Regions from separate parts of the Mus musculus genome. Here regions 1, 3, 4, 5 and 6 are each linked to region 2. Evidence: chromatin contacts called from public HiChIP or PLAC-seq data. All regions are on one chromosome and are shown on one strand. Each heading gives the region's core, a stretch centred on a gene start, on an enhancer-like site or on the middle of the called end of the contact. The rest is flanking DNA. Distances are from core to core; before and after follow the strand shown.

Region 1 (2,700 bases), core at 1-2,500, 450 kb after region 2:
GTCCACACTTGCCGTCCCCTTGGAACACACAGCAGCCTATGTTCAGATGAGAAGCACAGGCAGCACCCATCACCAGGCTACACTGCCTGCACTGGTGCCCGCTCTGTCTCCTGCTGCAGGAGAGAATGTGGCACTGTTCCCTACCGCCTGCCCCCTCTCAGACCCAACCCTAGCCACTAGCATGCTTTGGTTTAGCCTTGGCTTCACGGACTGGGACACATACATCTTTTCCAAGTGTGGCCAAGTGGCCTAATAGTCATGCAAGGAATATTCTTGGGAAGGGTATATTTTCCTGTGCCCAAAGGCAGAGGTACCGAGACACCCGAGGCCTGGTGGGTTCCCTTGGCAAGTACAGAGCTGAAACAGGCATTGTACTTGTTACACATGGGTGGTGGGTGTGGGTCTCATCCTCACTGTACCCTCTGTCTCCCCACTGTGGTTTATCAGGTTCTCAGAGTTCTTTCAACTGAGACTTATGCACTAAGTCAGGGTTTGGGTGTCTTAGAGTGACTGAGTTCCTCAGGCCCCAGGTTAGACTATTAGGCAGCTCTGGCTCCATTTTAGCCCTTCCTCCCTACGCCCACCTGGTCCACCCTGTATGGATTCACACATTTCATGTCCATGCCTTCTCCCCAGCTCTCCAGAGGATAGCTGTGATGCAGGTATGATCGGAGCATATCTGTGAAACCTGCATGCTCTAGCCCTGCATCCTGCCCTCCTTTCACTCTTGCTGATGCAATGCTTCATCTTTTGGATTGGGTCTCTTTCTCTCCAGCCTTGCTTTTGCCCCTAGGATGTCCCAGCAGAAAACTAGGGCCTTAGAAAAATTTCTTCTCTTGTCTCTACCTGCCTCAGGTCTTGTATCTGGAGCCAGGGCTGCTGAGCTGAACAGGGCCCAAGTTCCTCCCTTGGAGGTCATAATCTACTTGGCACAGCACTTTCTGAAGCTAGAGTAGGTGCTGGTGCAGGGTATGGGTGATGGCATTTGCCTGCCTGGTGTCTGTGCAAGGACCACGCTTGTTCTGTATCTCATACCAAATCATCACTACCAGGCTGTGTCTCATATCCATCAGCCAATACAGATACCATGCATGCACCTCTCAGTGAGGAACCTGAGGCACAGAAAGGTCAGATACCTTGCCAGAGATCACACTGGTCGTTAATTGCCACAGCAGGCCAGTTCTGTGTCCAAGATTCCCCACTCCATTGGCCATTGTTGTTAGGTGACCTAAAAGTTACATATTAACTCCACTTGTCAGAGTCTCAGTAGCTGGGGAAATCACAGCTACTTGTACAAGATACTTTGTAGCCATTGGGGCTGGAGTGCTATGGCTTTCAGGCAACTGCTTTTCTGAGCCATTGGCCACACGCTGTCAACTCCAGCAGGGTGGTCACATTTGGTTGGTGGCTTGTCTTAGCCTGACTTTGCTCTTTATCTCTGCTTGTTGTTCACTTGTCCTCTGGGGCTGTCAGAACAGCACCAGTTGCTCCGTGGTTGTGCCAGGTAAGTCAAGTGTAGGCCACTAGGTGGCAGTGGAGTCACAGACAGGGCTGCCCTTTGCTTAGGGTTTCAGACTTCCTGCTGTGGCTTCAGGTGTGATCTGCAGAGACCTCCTTAGCTCTTGTGGGTTAAAGATGGTAGCAAAATCTTGTGCTGCCTCCGTGTAAATTAGGAAGATACAGTTAATCTAGGCACACATGGGATGTGGTGTGTAGGTGCCTGGAAGGTCACACTGGAGGCACAAATGGCTTCTCTTGCCGTGACAGCTGGTTGATTCTTAGCGGTTCAGCGGTAGGATAGCAGAATTCACTGGACTGTGTTCTGAGTGCTGTATAAAGTTTGCACTTGGGAGACACACACCCACAGCCCACAGCCCACATTTAATCACAGGCTCAGAGAAAATACATGAAAAGTGTTCAGAAGCGGCTCCGGCTCGGAGTAATGGCCGCTGTGGGAGCCCCGCCCACAGCCAGCTCCGCTGTCTCTGCATCTGCTTCTGTTAATTTTACCTCAAGAAAATAGTTTGTTGGTTTTCTACTCTTTCCCCCCCCCTTTAAAACTTAAAAAAAAAGTTGAGGGATTTAGCTTTTTAAAAATTAATAGCTACAGGTAACTGCAAGAGATACTGTTGGCAGATGCAGCAAAAAATATTTCTACAGAAAATTGGATTTTGCACATAAAACTTAGTCATACTAATAAAGACAGGTCATTACCCGTTTTAAGCCAAATAAACAAACTCAAAGAGACCCGCTGTCAGTCTGATTCTCGGAGGCTTTTTATTTTTCCGAGGTGTGTAAATCAGCTTTAGTGTGGTGATTGTGCCTTGGATTTTGCTCACATCATTCCTGCCTCTTGCACTGCTGGGTAGAGTCACCAAGGGCTGAGTGATTTACAGTCCTGTTGCAAGGTGTGTTTATATTTAAGCTGTGTGACGGGGGAGCTAATGAGAAAGATGAGAAATTTATCGTCCTTCGTGATTGATAGGACCACTGCCTGTGCTTTAATTGAAGTCTGACTGATCACAGCTGTGGCTGAAGTTTGGGGAAATGAGTTGGGGTGAAAAGAAACTTCCATATTTGTTTCTCCACGTTTCAAAGGTGGTCTTCCTGCTGGCAAGATGGCTGGTGGTAGAAGCAACCCGTACTGACCAGGGCTTGCGTAATGGCACTGAGATAACGATGGCGTTTGCCCTGTAATTT
Region 2 (2,700 bases), core at 148-2,647:
ACATGGTTTCTCAGAAAGGGAAGCCACATTTCCAGCCGTCACATTGAACTAAGATTGTTTAAGGAGCTGAGACAAACCTCTGGATTAGCTTTATGTATCCAGAAAATTAAATTAACTAAAGCGTTGGCCCCCAAGGCAGCCGGAGAATCCGTTTCATTTTGTAAATCCAGATCTCCAAAAGCCAAAATGCATGCTCTGTGAATGGGGCCCCATGACTCTCTTCCAATCCCTTAAGCTTTCTAAAATCATTATGTATTATGCTGATAAAATAATTTACCCAGGGCTAGTTCACGGTGGAATGGTATCTCAGTGCACAGTCATTTTCTTAGACTAAAGTACCATTTCTCCTTAACGACAACGCAGCAGCGGAGGCAAATGTATTTGGAGTAATTCATTATCCTCCCTACAGTCCGGGAGATTTGCTCAAGGGGTCTTTGGCTCAAGGTCAGGTGACTGAGACCCGAGAATTGCAGAGGGAACCAAGTCAGCCATGAGGTAAAGCATCAAAGCAGAGCCTTGGAGATAAGGGGACAGGAAAGGGGGCTTCTTGTGTACAAAATTCCTTGGGAAGGATTTCCCGTCTTGTAAGAGCATTTATGCAGCTAGGTCTCAGCGTCACACCATGTTGAATAAATAAACCGGCCTCGGAACATCTGCTTCCTGGATTTGGAACTTATTATTGACTTAATCCCATAGTTTGGCCCAGGGGTGTTTTTTTTTTTTTTTTTTTATTAATTAAAAGCGGAAGTCCATATTTTTTTCACCATGGAATTTCCAAATCATCAAAGTACAAGACAGAAGTTTCTAGAATGGCTTTGATTCTTACCCTCCCCCTCCCCCTCCCCTCCCCCTCCCCCTCCCCCTCCCCTCCCCCAGGGCATTCAGCACTGAAAGAGACCAGAGGTCACTCAGGGGAGGAGGGATCCAGAGCCAACAGGTTGAGACTAGAAGAGAGGTGGGGGCGGCTATGGGCAAGTTCAGTTTTATAGAGGCTTAGAAGGTGAAGGTTTCTGGACGCCTTGGAGACTAGCTACTGCCTTGGCCGCTGGGGAGGAGGCTGATAAGCTGAAATCACATTCCAAGCATGCCATTCCAGAAGGAGGGTAAGAGTGCTCAGCAAAGTCAGCTTCAAAGAGGGGTCTGCATCTTATCTCAGTGAGAAATTGCTGAGACTTGAAGAACCACTAAAGGCCAGTGCCCTTACAGATTTCTCTGTCAAAATTTCTATCCGAAATGACGTCAAGATTGCACTAAGAGAACCGCAGTGACCCGCTGTGGAAAGCAGATTGCAGGGTTGGAAAGATTAAGAACACTTACTTCGCGCTCTTGGAGAGGACCCCAGCGGATTTCCACTGTGAGTCACAAACATTTCTAACCCCAGCTCAGAGGGATCTGGCGCCCTCTTCTGACCTTTGCAGGCACTGCATGCACATAGTCCACTTAATGCACTCAAATATGAATACAGGACTGGAGAGAGGGCTCAGTAGTTAAGAACATTGACTCTTCTTTCAGACAACCTAGGTTTAATTCCATCACCCACATGGCAGCTCAAAACTGCCGGAAAACTCCAGGTCCATGGGACCTGACTCCCTCTACTGGCCTCTTTGGGTACTAAGCAGGAAAGCTGTGCAAACATACAGGTGGGCAAACACACACACACACACACACACATCCTCATAAAATGAATAAACCTTAAAAGAAAATGGATGTCATGTCAGCAGACTCTAGGGTGTTCTAGAACACCCTGTGACAGCAGCCAAATGGTGTGGAGTCCCCTCCTCTAAAGGGACAAGAGAGACAAGACAGAGAGCACCTTTCCAGGTCAGATGTTCTGTGAGATACCGTATCTAGGTGACCTTGAATCCACGGCTCCATAGTGTCAACAGGTGACCACATGGCTGGGCCTCGAGAAAGTTCTGTATGAACTGCAGGTGAGCCTGGGAGAAAGATCTGCCTTCAAGCCGGGGAACCTTGGTTGGCCTTCAAAGCAAGGTTAAATCAAGAAATCTGTTCTGCCCTCAAAGATATTGCCACCTGAATTTTCCTCTCCTAGAAGACTCTAAAACACCAGATCCTCTCTGAGAGGCTACACACTTCTTCCAGGAACTCTCCAGAGCAGAGTTGAGCAGGAGGTGTCTGCGGCAGGGTTTGCCTGCAGCTAGACGTCTCTCTGCCTTTCACAGCTGATAAGGCTGGAAAATCTAATCAAGACATTTTAAGTAGCAAGAAAGGAAGGAAGTCCCAGACACTCCTACTTGGGACCTGACTCTCAGCAGCTAAGATAAGAGAGTCAACCAGTCCCACCGAGGCAGGGTCTATGGGGATCAGGGCTTCTGTTCAAGGCTGGAGCTGGGTGAAGTCGGCAAAGAAATGTACAGCAAGCATTCGCCTGAGGAAGTAGCTTATGAACAGTCTCCCAGTCAGAAAGTGATGGGGCCCCAGGGCACTGGTGGAAGCCAGAAGGGTGGATCACCTGCCAGCCAATCAGACAAGGAAGACTCTGCACTGGTGTCAGTCTGGGTCCCTCGCTGATGTGCTTGAACTGTGGGAATCCAAGTACTCGCCTCTCCCGTCCCCTCTCTGCCTGTGTTAATGACTGCTTGCTTGCCTAGGGTCATTGCTCCTCCATGAACCACCCATCTACTAGACCTTTGACGTTCTTCCCAGCTTTTCCTGCTTTTTAAAGGATACAAATCATGG
Region 3 (2,700 bases), core at 127-2,626, 320 kb after region 2:
TTCCTGTGGTAAAATATTCTAAATAAGTAGCAACTTAGGGAAGAAAGATTTCTTTAAGCCTTATACCTAGTTCCAGAACTGTCGGACCATAGGCTACACTGATTCCCGTGTGGGGCAGGCAAATGCATCATGGTGGGGAAAGTGACAGAACAGAGATGTCATCTTCATGCTAGAAGCACAGGGGCTTGGAGGAAAGATGCATCTTTCTAGAGAGCACATCCCAGTGACCCATTTAAACTCTATCCCTTTCAAAGTGTACTGCCTGGGCCTGGAGAGAGGGCTTCACAGTTAAGAGTGTATACTGTTCTTACAGAGGACCTGAGTTCAGTTCCCAGCAGCCATGCTGGACAGCTTACAGCCTTCTGAAACAACAGTGGCCTCTAGGATCCGCTGTCCTCTCCTAGCCTCTCTGGGCACTGCACTCAAGTGCATCCCCCAATTAAAAATAAAAATTTTAAATGTTGAAGTCAAAGCTTGTATTTGCATAACCATGAGTACTACCTAATTCTGGCTTGTTTGTTTGTTTATTTGGTGTCACCTCCAAGTAACTTATACCCCTTAGTGGCCGCTCTCAGATTCTTTTTTTTTTCCTCCCAGCCTTGGCAACATTTAATTTCTGTGGATTTACTTATTCCATATAAATGGAAACATGCAATATTTATTTATTTATTTATTTACATACATCCAATGCTTCCTCATGTCTTAGCATGGGTCAGATTTTCTTCTTAAAGATAGGGTGGAACACGCTCATTGTGTTTTTGTATCTCCTTTTGCTGTGGGTAGGCACTGGATTGCTTCTGCCTTTTGGCTAGTCGTTTCCTCCAGCAGATTTTGAGAGCTCTAGTTTCTCCACACCCTTGCACACTGTTGTGACTCTCTCATTGCAGCTGCTCTGGTTGGTGAGAAGGGTTGTCTTACTGTGGTTTTGATCTGCATTTCCAGTACTAATAGAGTTGAACAGTTTTCCTGTGATTTTCATCTGTTTGTGTATATTCTTAGGAGAAGAGCCTTTTCAGGTTTTTGTCCATGTTTAAATTGGGCTGTGTGTTTCTTGTTGAGCTGTAAGTGTTCCTCATGTATTCCGGGTGGGTATTCATCGATTCTCCGGCTGGGATCACTCATTTTGTGGTTTGTGTTTTTATGTCTTGGGGAGTGTTCTTGGATGCACTAAACTTTTTGATTTTAAGGGAATTTAGTGCAATGGTTTATCTCATGCCAACTTGATAGGGTATAGAAGCACCCTGGAGACCAGCCTCTGGCTATAACTGTCAGGCAATCTTGCTGAGTTTGAGGTGGGATTGTCCTTAGTGCCACTGTGGATGGCATGACTCATTCCCTAGGCTGGGATCATGGACTGTATCTGGAGGAGAACGTGAGCTGAGCAGCCAGCATTCCTCAGTCTGTTTCTGACCTGTGGATGGGAAGTGAGCAGCTGCTTGAGGCTAGCACTGCTCTGACTTCCCCACCCTGACACTTTCTGACACTGTGAGCCAGAAAGACAGTGTTTCTCATTGGCCTGCAACTCACTAAGTTGGCTCTGGGGATCCACCTGTCTCCCCAGCAGTGCGACTACAAATGGGCACCACCACACCCAGCTTTTAATAGGAGTGCACAGTCCTGCAGTTGGCAGCTGTGTGTACAAGTGACAGACACCCTTTATCTCCTACTTCCTGCCTGAGCTGGAGGTCTCTTGTCTCAGGTGCCTTACGTATCCTAGGCAGCCTGTGACTAGCTAGTGTTCGGCCGCTCGCTCAGCAGCTTCTCGGGTGAGGACGTAGGGAGGCTTAAACAACAAACTCAGTGTTTGGAACAAGTGTCTGTGAACTTTAATGAAGGCCCATTAAGGACCATTTTTTGGATTAGAATTCTAATTGACCTAGCATTTAAGGCAGAAGCAAAGGCCTTTGATTTAAAAGCTGCTGATGGATTTGAGCTGAACCCTGTTTGCAGAGGAAGGCTGCTGGCTTCCATTCTGGCTGGAATGTGACTTCTTTCAGCCTCCCAAGTTGGGCTTTTGTCCTATTTTACAAGATGTAGGCTTTTAATTTTAACTTAACTCTCTGGGTCTTCGGTGAATGAGCTTGGGATTTTTATCCAAAGCAAACTAGCTAATACCTCAGCCTTGCCGAAATGAACAAAAATGCTAATCTTCATAAATGTATTTGAGCTTAGAGATTTGGGTAAGTATGCATTAAAACTGTGCCTGTGGAGGATCATCTCAGGTGGCTGTCGTAAAGGGATCAGCGGTTAATGAACTTTTACACCCGTTCACCGTGATTGAAAGCTATTCTCTTGTATTCGTCTGTTACACGAAGTGTAATTGAAACTGTTCCTCTATTTTCTCATGCCCATAATAAGCGAGCTGTGTAGTCAAATCAGAACGTATTATGACTGTAATCAAGTGATTACAGTGTATGGGGATTCTTCTCACTGCTGTGGGTGGTAGCTGGATGGGATGCAGGGCTTCCATTGTTAAGAGTCTGTTTCCTGCAGACTGTCCCCAGAGGGAGGGAGGGAGGGAGGGAGGGGGGGAGGGAGGGAGGGAGGGAGGGAGAGAGAGAGAGAGAGAGAGAGAGAGAGAGAGAGAGAGAGAGAGAGATTCTTGAGTAGTGAAGATGGCACATATCCTTGAATGGGATGTGTTGTAGGATGTGTTTTGTTTTTCTTCCCCTTCAAGTCTGTTGTTACCCTCCTGCTCTT
Region 4 (2,700 bases), core at 185-2,684, 350 kb before region 2:
ACACTGAGGTGGTCCTTTGTGCTTCTCCATGTGTGTGAATAGCAGAGTCCCCTGAGGCAGGTTCCCTGGGCCATTTGTACGAAGAGGGGGCACATTCCCACAGCTCCCGGCTCTTCACTGTTCCCCGTTTCATCCCAGGGTCATGTGGCAGGCAATTCTTTTATGATTGTCTTTTCTCTGCACTGAATGGTGCCAGAGCGTCTCCCATCGATCTGACTGAGTTAGGAGAACAGCATGTATAGAGTTGGAACCAGCTTTAGGATAGATCAGTTTTCATCAGTCTCTCAGTCTCTCATAGGAGAAGGAGCACCGGCTCTCCATCAATCCTCAGAAGAGGGCAAAGAGATGTCCATTCCTATCCGGATAAAGTGTTGATATGTGTGCTCTTTAAGTGGACGGAGAGGAATTCTGCTTCCAGTCTCCAGAGTAACACTAACCAACCCTGGGCTTCGGCATCCTTCAGGAAGACTGGGTGAAGGATGGAGTCTTTGGAAAGAGCCCATTACTATATGTAGCTGTCATCATGTTCATGACCAGTCCTTAACTCTAAGCTAAGCTTGTACTTGGTTTGCACTAGGTTGAAACCCTGGAATAAAAAAAAAAAAAAAAAAAAAAAGCTTTGGGGGAAGGGAGTCTCAGGAGTAGCCAGAGATCATTAGTTTCCAAAGCTGTCTGTTGTGCTTTCTCCTTATGCCAAATCCTACACACCTGTGTCCTGCAGCAAAGCCAAGGCTGCTTAGGGAGCAGCAGGAGCAGGTGGGGGTGCCCCCAGGCTGTCCTGCACCTCCCTCCACGATGTTCTGAAAGGATTGTTTACTCCTGCAAGCAGAAGCAAGCTGCTAAATAAATTCAGTTGTCTCCTCTGAAACACCTGGGGCATTTGCTATGAATACAAACTACCGGGGCTGCACCTCCCCTGAGGCTCAGGGGGCCTGGGTGGGGCCCAGGACTCTGAATACTGAAAGCACCTTGGTGGATGGCAGCTGGGCAAAATCCGTCCAGCTCCAGGCACTGGCATCTTAAAGAAAAAAGAGGAACCTGAAGAAGACCTAACTCAGTTGCTTTGCTTTCTGAAGAAAAGACTTTGATTGAGAGAGGGGAGGGGTGGAAGGGAAGAGAGAGAGAAGGGAGTGGTTGAGAGGGAGTATGTGATCAGTAGGGTGGACCCCAGAGGAGACCATCTTTTTGGCAGAGAATCCACGGTCTGCACTGCTAAAGTAAGAAGCCAGGGGTGTGTTTCTATGAAAGGCTCGAAACAAATAAACTTACAATGAAGAAAAGCAGAGGCAGGATTTGTGTCATGGGTACAGAAAGAACCTCTGTGCAGGGAAGGCGGCTTTGAAAAAGCAAATGTTAGTGAAAGATGCTATACATTAGAGGAAGCTCCCGGGGCAAATCCAGCTGAGAGCACAAGGCCCCTTCTGTCCAGCCATCTGCAATCCCTGTCTGGATGCCCACACAGAGCAGGGAGTGTGAGGCCTAATGGCTTTGGGGCTCAAATGAAAAGGAAACAAAGCGATTCCGGAACAAAAGGACTGCAGTCTGAAAGCAGTCTTGGGAGAAAGGGCTCTGTTGAAGAGCATTCCTTCCAAATGGCACCAAATCGGGGCACACAGCTAACTCACTGTGGAGACTCTCCCTCGGACTCACTTCTCTAAGCTCCTGGATCAGGAGGGGCTTGGGTAGGCTCAGGAGACTCCCTGTGAGTTGCCAGGGGTACTAGAGGGAAAGTGAGGATACCCTTGGAGTTACAGCCTCTGATCCCCAGAGATCGCCCACAGGCCGGGCACCCTCCTCAGTCCCGCTGAACCAGAGTTATTAGGATCAGAGCCTGGGCCTAGAAGCCCTAAGAGGGCAGGCTTTACCTCTACGCCCATCACTGGTAGCCTGAAAAGGTGACAGGAGACAAGCGCTTCCTCCCACCAGTACTAAGCTCCCAGCCTTCTTTTTTTTTATTTTTTTATTTTTATTTATTTATTTATTTATTTATCAGTGAGGGATTCCTGGGAAATTTTGATTTGAGAGATTCCATTGTCTCAAGAGTCTGGTAGCCAAAGGGAGGAGTATGTATGTCCTCCTAGAATATCTTTCCTCTTGCCAGGGACGTTGCAGGAGGATCCAGAGCAGAGCAGAGGTCTTGAATCATCTGCCTGTGGCGTTTGACGGAGATTCCTGGCAGAAAGTGGAGCTCTCTAAAGGCTAATACGTAATCATTATTCCTGAGACTCTGGACCTTCCCAGAGCCTTTCTACTGATTGCCTTTTGAAGAGTTGTTGATAGACAGAAGAAGCAGGGTCTCTCTGGACTCTTCCCCCACAGTCCAAGTCATTGGTAGATCATCAAACAGGGTCCGAGCTCTCCAACCATGTGGGAAATACTGAAAGCACCTTGGTGGATGGCAGTGTACTTAGCTCTGGATTTCTAATTATATATCCCACCATGTAACAACAGTACCGAGTCCAGGAGATTTGCCCACAGGTAATGACACAGCTGAGATAAGAGCTCAGGCACCCTGACTCACATGGCCCAGGATTCCTGCTACATCAGCAAATTTCTGAATTACGGGATTTTTTTTCCCCCTTGAGTAGTCAAATGACATTTAATCTTTTCCCGTGCTTGATGAGATGGGTTGAATGAGAAATGTTTCTTGTAGGCTTTTTGTATTTGAGTATTTGGTCCCCATTTGGTGGTGGTGTTTCG
Region 5 (2,700 bases), core at 112-2,611, 390 kb before region 2:
TTGTCAGCAACTAGAGAGGAAAAGGCTGTACGTCTAATATAAGCTGAGATTAGGTTTGGTGAGAATATATTTCTGTTAATTTGTTGACTAAGATTGCTCCTAATTAGGTCCTGTTCCCAGGACTAAAGAAGGCATCCCTGGCTCACAGCGCATCCGGCTCATTCCCATATAAAAGAACATGCCTTTAGCAGGCCATTCCCAGGGAGCAGCAGGGTCCCAGCCATGGTCCTGTGCTGCTTTGTGTTTATCAGGGAAAGACCTAATTCTGACAGGCAGAGATGCAGGCAGGCAGGCAGGCAGGCGGTCCTGACCCTGGGTAAGAACTACCAGAAAAGAACAATACCGGTTCACTTCAAAAGTAATCGTGACAGTATCTTTGCTGTGTAAATCTTCTACTTGTTGGAACAGCCAGACTCGAAGTCTTTTGTCTCCGCTTAACAGTTTAAAGTCAGGACCTAAAAGAGACTCAAAGAGGATAGCCTGTGTGGAACATTGAGTATTTATAGAAACTGCTAACATTGTCTGTTCATGGCTACTTTCCCTAGGAGGTTAGGCAGAAACAGGCCAGCCTTATTAAAGAGCCATTTCCCTCATCCCCTGGCTGTTCGGAGTGATTCTCATGTGTGTGTGTGTGTGTGTGTGTGTGTGTGTGTGTGTGTGTGGTGGGGTGGGAGAGGGGGTTCTTAACCGACCATCCCCTGTGTGCTTCAGTAGCTGACACTCACGCACCATCTAACGTGTTACCGTGGAGCACATTGTTCATTGTCCCAAGGCACAGTTGGGCCTTGTGTTGTACAGGAGATAAGTTCGGGGCTTTGAGCCATCATTTGTGATTACACGAAGTTCAGAGTTGCCTGACTGGCATTTCTGGAATTGTTGAAGACGAGATTCTTAGGAAGAGTTTGAAAGCCTAAGCATTTTGAGGCAAAATTGCATAATGAGAGAGAGAGAAAAAAAGGACCCACCTATCCTTGCCTTTGTGATTTAAAAACAAACAAAAGACAACAAATAAAAACAAAAAATTGGGCTTGCTGAACATGAAGCCTGCAAGTCACCTGCAGTTTTTTATGGGAGTGACCAAGTTAAGAACAAACACTTCAAGAACAGTGCTATCCACCAAGCATGGTGCTTTCAAATTATCTAAGAATTTGAGAGAGGAGAGTCTCTGCTTTGTAAAGTGTATAATATAGCCTGCCTACGGCAAAGGATGTACTCTATAAATTTATAAAAACAACAGCTCATGAATAAACAATGGACTTAATGCAAGTGCCTCAGGCTAGAGAGTGGATTCCGAGCCAGCCCCACCCTACCCACTCCTCCGCACACTGCAGGAGCAGCCACTTCTGTGCAAAGTCCAGTGTCCTTCAGCTAGAACTTGAAGGGCATTGTGTTTCCCTGGCCTCCGAGGCAAGGGTGTGGTGAAATCTAGTGAGGAGGAGGAAGACACAGGCACTGTTGTCCTGAAGTAACAAAGCAGAACAATAACAGATGTGACTTCTGGGACCCTGCTTTAGTCCCACGGTCAGGTTTAATGGCAGTGTTGACAGGTAGCTGGCTGTCCCTGTGTGTTTAGAGCTCAAAGATACCTCAAGTCAGGGGGACTCAACTGGCTTCCAGGTCTAAGATTTCACAAAAACCGAGTCCTGACTTCTGCTCACTGCTTCCCAGAGCATTGGTCCCACATGCATTTTGAGCCACTGGGAAGGATACTGAAAGTGGAGGGGGCTGGGTCCTTACACAGAGAACTGCTTCCCTTGGTGGACAGCTGCTTCTAGTGCCTTCTCAGGGAAAAGAGAGAAAGGTGATAGGTTAGTTCTTTGCCGCTGGTGAAATGAGCCAATTCAAACCAGATTAGATTAGATCATATTAAAGGCAGGTTTATTGGGAATTGAGGCCAGAGGAGTTGCCATTGGGAGGGATGGGGGACAGAGAAAGAGAGAAAGGGTATGAGCATAGAGAGAAGAGAGAGAGAGGAAAGGAATAGAGACCAACATGTCTGGATTATTATATAGGGAGGAGCCTCTGGGGTGGAAAGTTCAGGGTTGGGGGCAGGGTGTACCAGGTAGGAACTGAGGAATGCTGGGAGAACCTGGAGGCCTAGTCTGCTTTGGTATGTAAGTTATGCACTTCAGTCTCTTGTTCCAGGTCCTGAAACCAAAGGAAGGAAGGAAGGAAGGAAGGAAGGAAGGAAGGAAGGAAGGAAGGAAGGGAGGGAGGGAGGGAGGGAGGGAGGGAGGGAGGGAGGGAGGATCCAAAAGATATCAGTACTCATCCAGGTGTTAGATTAGAGCTAGATTGCTCAGTGAAGTTTTCTAACTTATTCATTCACTTCAAAAAAAATTGTTCACTAGGCAATTTGAGGTGACATTTCTGCTATAACTTTTTTGTTTGTTTTATTTTCCTGAGTTGAGGATAGAACCTCATGGATACTCATGGGTACTCATGGGTGTCATGGGTACTAAGTGAAGACTCTACTAACAGGTCACATCTCAGCCCTCCATCTTTCTTAAGGTGTGCTAACAAGTTGATTCTAATTCATCTTCATACTGAGATGAAATGTGCTAGCCAGCAGATCCCCAAAGCCCTCACCAAAGAAATCAAGATGTCCCAAGACTCGATCCCATGACTTAGGATCCTATCTATGGCTTAAGTCACAGTGGCTGGGTGTCACAGGTGACCTAGAGTCTGTCAGACCAGCAC
Region 6 (2,700 bases), core at 4-2,503, 380 kb after region 2:
TGTTTCCCATGGGCTGCTTGGCCTCAGCGAGTTTTTATGTCTCCCATGGGATCCAGGCACAGTTAGAACCTGTGACTTTTATCTATTCATAAAATAGTAATAAAAGTAGTCATGCATGCCCTTGAATGCCCTCATATACTGGCCTGGCATCAGGAGGGGCAAGGTGAGCCTTAACAGGACCTTTGCTGTCTAGAGAAGGGGGAGAGCTGGGAACTGTGATGACGGTGGGTCGGCAGTGATCTCCAGAGATGAGATGTTTTGCTAAGAGCTACATGGCATAGTGTTTGGGGCCTGTGTGTGTGTGTGTGTGTGGGGGGGGGTGGGTCTCTGTTATCTTTTCTTGCACCTTATTTGAATCAGATCAGTTTTGTACTCCTCACGGGAAAGAGCTACACGCTGCTACCTCCTTAGGTCAATCCTCAGCTAGGCTGGAAGGAGTGTAGGCCAGGTGGGCTGGCACTGTTGTGAACCTTGAGATGACCTGCGTGTGTTGGTGTTTGGTAGCAGCCTAGGAATGCTCCAAAGTCCCAGAGGAACAGAGGGTCTTAGAAGCTTGCTTTCCTGGGTGCAGTGTGTGCATCACACTGCTATGCAGCAACGCTGCATTAGGCGCCTGCTCCCCCTGGGTGTAAACTCCAAGTTTTTCAGAGTCTTTTGGAGAAAAGCCCCAGGGGAATATCCTGCTATCTGTCTGCCACCTCTCCTTGGCTCTGAAATTTCCCATGATGACTGTTGCTTCTCTGGAAGTCCTTTGACAGAGAGGGGAGCAGCAGGTAAGGTCCATTCTCTGGGAGCCAGGATGGGACCCCTACATATCCAGCCTTCACAGCCCCTGCTGTGACAGCAGTGACTGGGAATGCATGCGGAGCTGGGTGCTGGGGACCTCAGGTCCCGACACCAGCCCTGGCTGCAAAGCTGTTGCCAGTCTCTTTTGAAGCAGCCCAGGCCATTCCACCTTTTTCTCTGGCTACTTCCAGTCCTAGGGATGCCAACATTGGACATGCCATGGTTCCTGTCCTGCACCCAACTAGGAACTGAACATCAAGGGCTACCAAAAGCCTCTGCACCCTACTCTTATGCCTAGTACCCTATTCCCTGAAATGAAGCAAGGCCTGGACCATGGGCCGTCACATTTGGAGCAGCCCTTCCCCCCAGGACACACAGTAAGTTTGTTTTCATGGTTTCCACTGAGGGAGGAACAGGCTATCACAGAGGGCGGCCACCCAGGGTCAGCTGCACTCAGGATTTTTGTGGTCAGGGAAGAAGTGACTCACCATCTGTCCTTCCCTGTGTCTGTTCCTAACTGCTGGAGGTAAACTTCTGTGTGGGAGAGGGGTCCAAAAAGGGGCACCATGGGGGTGCAGTTCAAGTCAGCTGATCTGGCTTGCCACATGAGTGGGTCAGGGCTGACTGCTACCCTGCAGAGGTGATCCACCCCCAGCCAGTAGGACTTGTCTATCAGGAAACTAGTGGTGGGGAGGGGGAAGCTGCTGTCCCTGAGACTTGAGGTTAAGTTCCCAGGGAAGACACAGGGAAGCATGTCTATTCTTCAGGGAGGGCATGGCCAAGGCCATGTGGGGGATGGACGGACGGGACATATTAGGTTCCATCTTGCTGGTTCCAACAGGTGTCATGGGGTGAGTGCAAATGATGTGGTTAGGGTTGAGAAAGGAGATGAAGGTGTGCCAGTGGGAGGTGGGGGCAGGGGATGAAGGTGTTGCCAGTGGGAGGTGGGGGCAGCCTTGCAGTAAACACTGGGTCAACACCTCACCCACTGGATCCTGCTTGTCTGTCTGATTGTCATAGCTCTGTCATGTTTTCACAGGCTCAGGGCTCCCTTGCTTGGGTCCCAGGGGTCTGTGTCATTCAAGTCATGTAACCTGGCCCTGCCACAGGGTTCTGCAGGGTGTTCTGCTGAAGGTGTCAGGCTTGGTGCCACTTGAGGAGGGTGCATTTTACTCCGCAGGCAAGGCATGGTTACAGAGCACAATTGCACCGTGAAGCCGGGCTATCAGGGCTGACGACCATTTCTGGAGAGGGAGCTGAGTGTAGGCGTGGAGGAGGCTGGAAGGATGCTTGGCTTGGACGTCCTTCTGTGTGGGATGGGTGAGGGGATGGGAAATCCCCAGAGGGGGAGGAAGTAGTTCTGACTAGAGTACAGGAGATGGGTGCTGTCTGGAAAGGCCTGCAGGTGGAGGAAGGCTCCTTCTAGGTGACTATAATGACTCAACCTCATAGTACGAGGGGACAGGCAGCTTGAAACATTGGAGTGGGATAGGGCTGTCTGGGGCTGTAGTGAGGGCCTAGATCTTGTTATCATTACAGGAGAGGTTGGCGACATCTCTTGATGTTGCTGCATGTGTCCTAGAGTGTTCCTCTTAGGGATGAGGATAGGGAGGGACATGTTCCCAGGTGATGTCTGTGCAGGTCCAGAAGCCATGTCTGAATTGGGGTCTCAAAGGGTCTCCTTAGGGCCGTGACCAGGCATGACATCTTAAGAGTCACCAGGGGCAGGTAGGGAAGTATCTGCTGTGGACTGTGATATCCCCGGTTCTTTGCTGGATAGAGAGGGGAAAGCTTAGACTACAGCTGGAGTCAGCTCTAGGTATGCCACCTGTGCGGTTTAGGGGAGGAGCCCTGGAGTGGAGGGAACATGAGGGGACGGGCAGGTGTGATGGTTGCCTTTGGGGTGGACTGGTC

Evidence for each region. HiChIP or PLAC-seq counts read pairs in DNA pulled down with a chosen protein or histone mark.
Region 1: an H3K27ac HiChIP or PLAC-seq map of extraembryonic endoderm stem cells shows a contact between it and region 2, with 6 times the contacts expected there. The contact joins two enhancer-like sites. A contact is called at or near these places in 1 of 15 datasets of contacts at CTCF or cohesin (embryonic stem cells), 3 of 484 Hi-C or Micro-C datasets (the HPC-7 cell line, bone marrow-derived DN3 thymocytes and cerebral cortex), 4 of 115 datasets of contacts at active chromatin or transcription factors (bone marrow-derived macrophages, embryonic stem cells and extraembryonic endoderm stem cells) and 1 of 9 other capture datasets (embryonic stem cells).
Region 3: a contact with region 2 is called in a FOXA1 HiChIP or PLAC-seq map of pancreatic cancer cells. The contact joins two enhancer-like sites. A contact is called at or near these places in 3 of 15 datasets of contacts at CTCF or cohesin (the NIH/3T3 cell line, embryonic stem cells and pro-B cells), 28 of 484 Hi-C or Micro-C datasets (the C2C12 cell line, CD8 T cells, the HL-1 cell line and 22 more) and 5 of 115 datasets of contacts at active chromatin or transcription factors (cardiomyocytes, embryonic basal ganglia, embryonic stem cells and 2 more).
Region 4: an H3K27ac HiChIP or PLAC-seq map of differentiating embryonic stem cells shows a contact between it and region 2, with 6 times the contacts expected there. The contact joins two enhancer-like sites. A contact is called at or near these places in 2 of 15 datasets of contacts at CTCF or cohesin (the NIH/3T3 cell line and embryonic stem cells), 4 of 484 Hi-C or Micro-C datasets (Sertoli cells, nephron progenitors, trophoblast stem cells and 1 more), 12 of 115 datasets of contacts at active chromatin or transcription factors (differentiating embryonic stem cells, embryonic basal ganglia, embryonic stem cells and 6 more) and 1 of 9 other capture datasets (embryonic stem cells).
Region 5: a contact with region 2 is called in an H3K27ac HiChIP or PLAC-seq map of extraembryonic endoderm stem cells, with 15 times the contacts expected there. The contact joins two enhancer-like sites. A contact is called at or near these places in 2 of 15 datasets of contacts at CTCF or cohesin (both in embryonic stem cells), 16 of 484 Hi-C or Micro-C datasets (the C2C12 cell line, the HL-1 cell line, brown adipocytes and 6 more), 15 of 115 datasets of contacts at active chromatin or transcription factors (double positive thymocytes, embryonic basal ganglia, embryonic stem cells and 5 more) and 1 of 9 other capture datasets (embryonic stem cells).
Region 6: a contact with region 2 is called in a FOXA1 HiChIP or PLAC-seq map of pancreatic cancer cells. The contact joins two enhancer-like sites. A contact is called at or near these places in 5 of 115 datasets of contacts at active chromatin or transcription factors (embryonic basal ganglia, embryonic stem cells, forebrain and 2 more).

What each region holds. Positions count from the first base shown.
Region 1 is chr1:89,645,296-89,647,995 of GRCm38.p6, forward strand. The region is part of intron 6 of Agap1 (ArfGAP with GTPase domain, ankyrin repeat and PH domain 1); the gene reads left to right. Among named protein-coding and RNA genes, the nearest start is that of 4933400F21Rik, 37 kb to the right of the region's middle. Within about 2 kb of position 1,251, at least 10 of the 459 cell types and tissues checked have an H3K27ac peak or open chromatin away from gene starts, as enhancers often do. A contact at or near this core is called in extraembryonic endoderm stem cells, where this site is marked.
Region 2 is chr1:89,190,249-89,192,948 of GRCm38.p6, forward strand. No RefSeq gene overlaps it. Among named protein-coding and RNA genes, the nearest start is that of Gm34331, 88 kb to the left of the region's middle. Within about 2 kb of position 1,398, at least 91 of the 459 cell types and tissues checked have an H3K27ac peak or open chromatin away from gene starts, as enhancers often do. A contact at or near this core is called in the C2C12 cell line, differentiating embryonic stem cells, embryonic stem cells and 3 more, where this site is marked.
Region 3 is chr1:89,508,530-89,511,229 of GRCm38.p6, forward strand. The region is part of intron 1 of Agap1 (ArfGAP with GTPase domain, ankyrin repeat and PH domain 1); the gene reads left to right. Among named protein-coding and RNA genes, the nearest start is that of Agap1, 55 kb to the left of the region's middle. Within about 2 kb of position 1,377, at least 41 of the 459 cell types and tissues checked have an H3K27ac peak or open chromatin away from gene starts, as enhancers often do. A contact at or near this core is called in the C2C12 cell line and pancreatic cancer cells, where this site is marked.
Region 4 is chr1:88,838,852-88,841,551 of GRCm38.p6, forward strand. No RefSeq gene overlaps it. Among named protein-coding and RNA genes, the nearest start is that of Platr5, 85 kb to the left of the region's middle. Within about 2 kb of position 1,435, at least 83 of the 459 cell types and tissues checked have an H3K27ac peak or open chromatin away from gene starts, as enhancers often do. A contact at or near this core is called in differentiating embryonic stem cells and embryonic stem cells, where this site is marked.
Region 5 is chr1:88,799,285-88,801,984 of GRCm38.p6, forward strand. No RefSeq gene overlaps it. Among named protein-coding and RNA genes, the nearest start is that of Platr5, 46 kb to the left of the region's middle. Within about 2 kb of position 1,362, at least 28 of the 459 cell types and tissues checked have an H3K27ac peak or open chromatin away from gene starts, as enhancers often do. A contact at or near this core is called in embryonic stem cells, extraembryonic endoderm stem cells and trophoblast stem cells, where this site is marked.
Region 6 is chr1:89,569,473-89,572,172 of GRCm38.p6, forward strand. All of the region lies in intron 1 of Agap1 (ArfGAP with GTPase domain, ankyrin repeat and PH domain 1), which reads left to right. The region is part of intron 1 of Gm41914 (a long non-coding RNA gene); the gene reads right to left. Among named protein-coding and RNA genes, the nearest start is that of Gm41914, 10 kb to the right of the region's middle. Within about 2 kb of position 1,254, at least 71 of the 459 cell types and tissues checked have an H3K27ac peak or open chromatin away from gene starts, as enhancers often do. A contact at or near this core is called in pancreatic cancer cells and trophoblast stem cells, where this site is marked.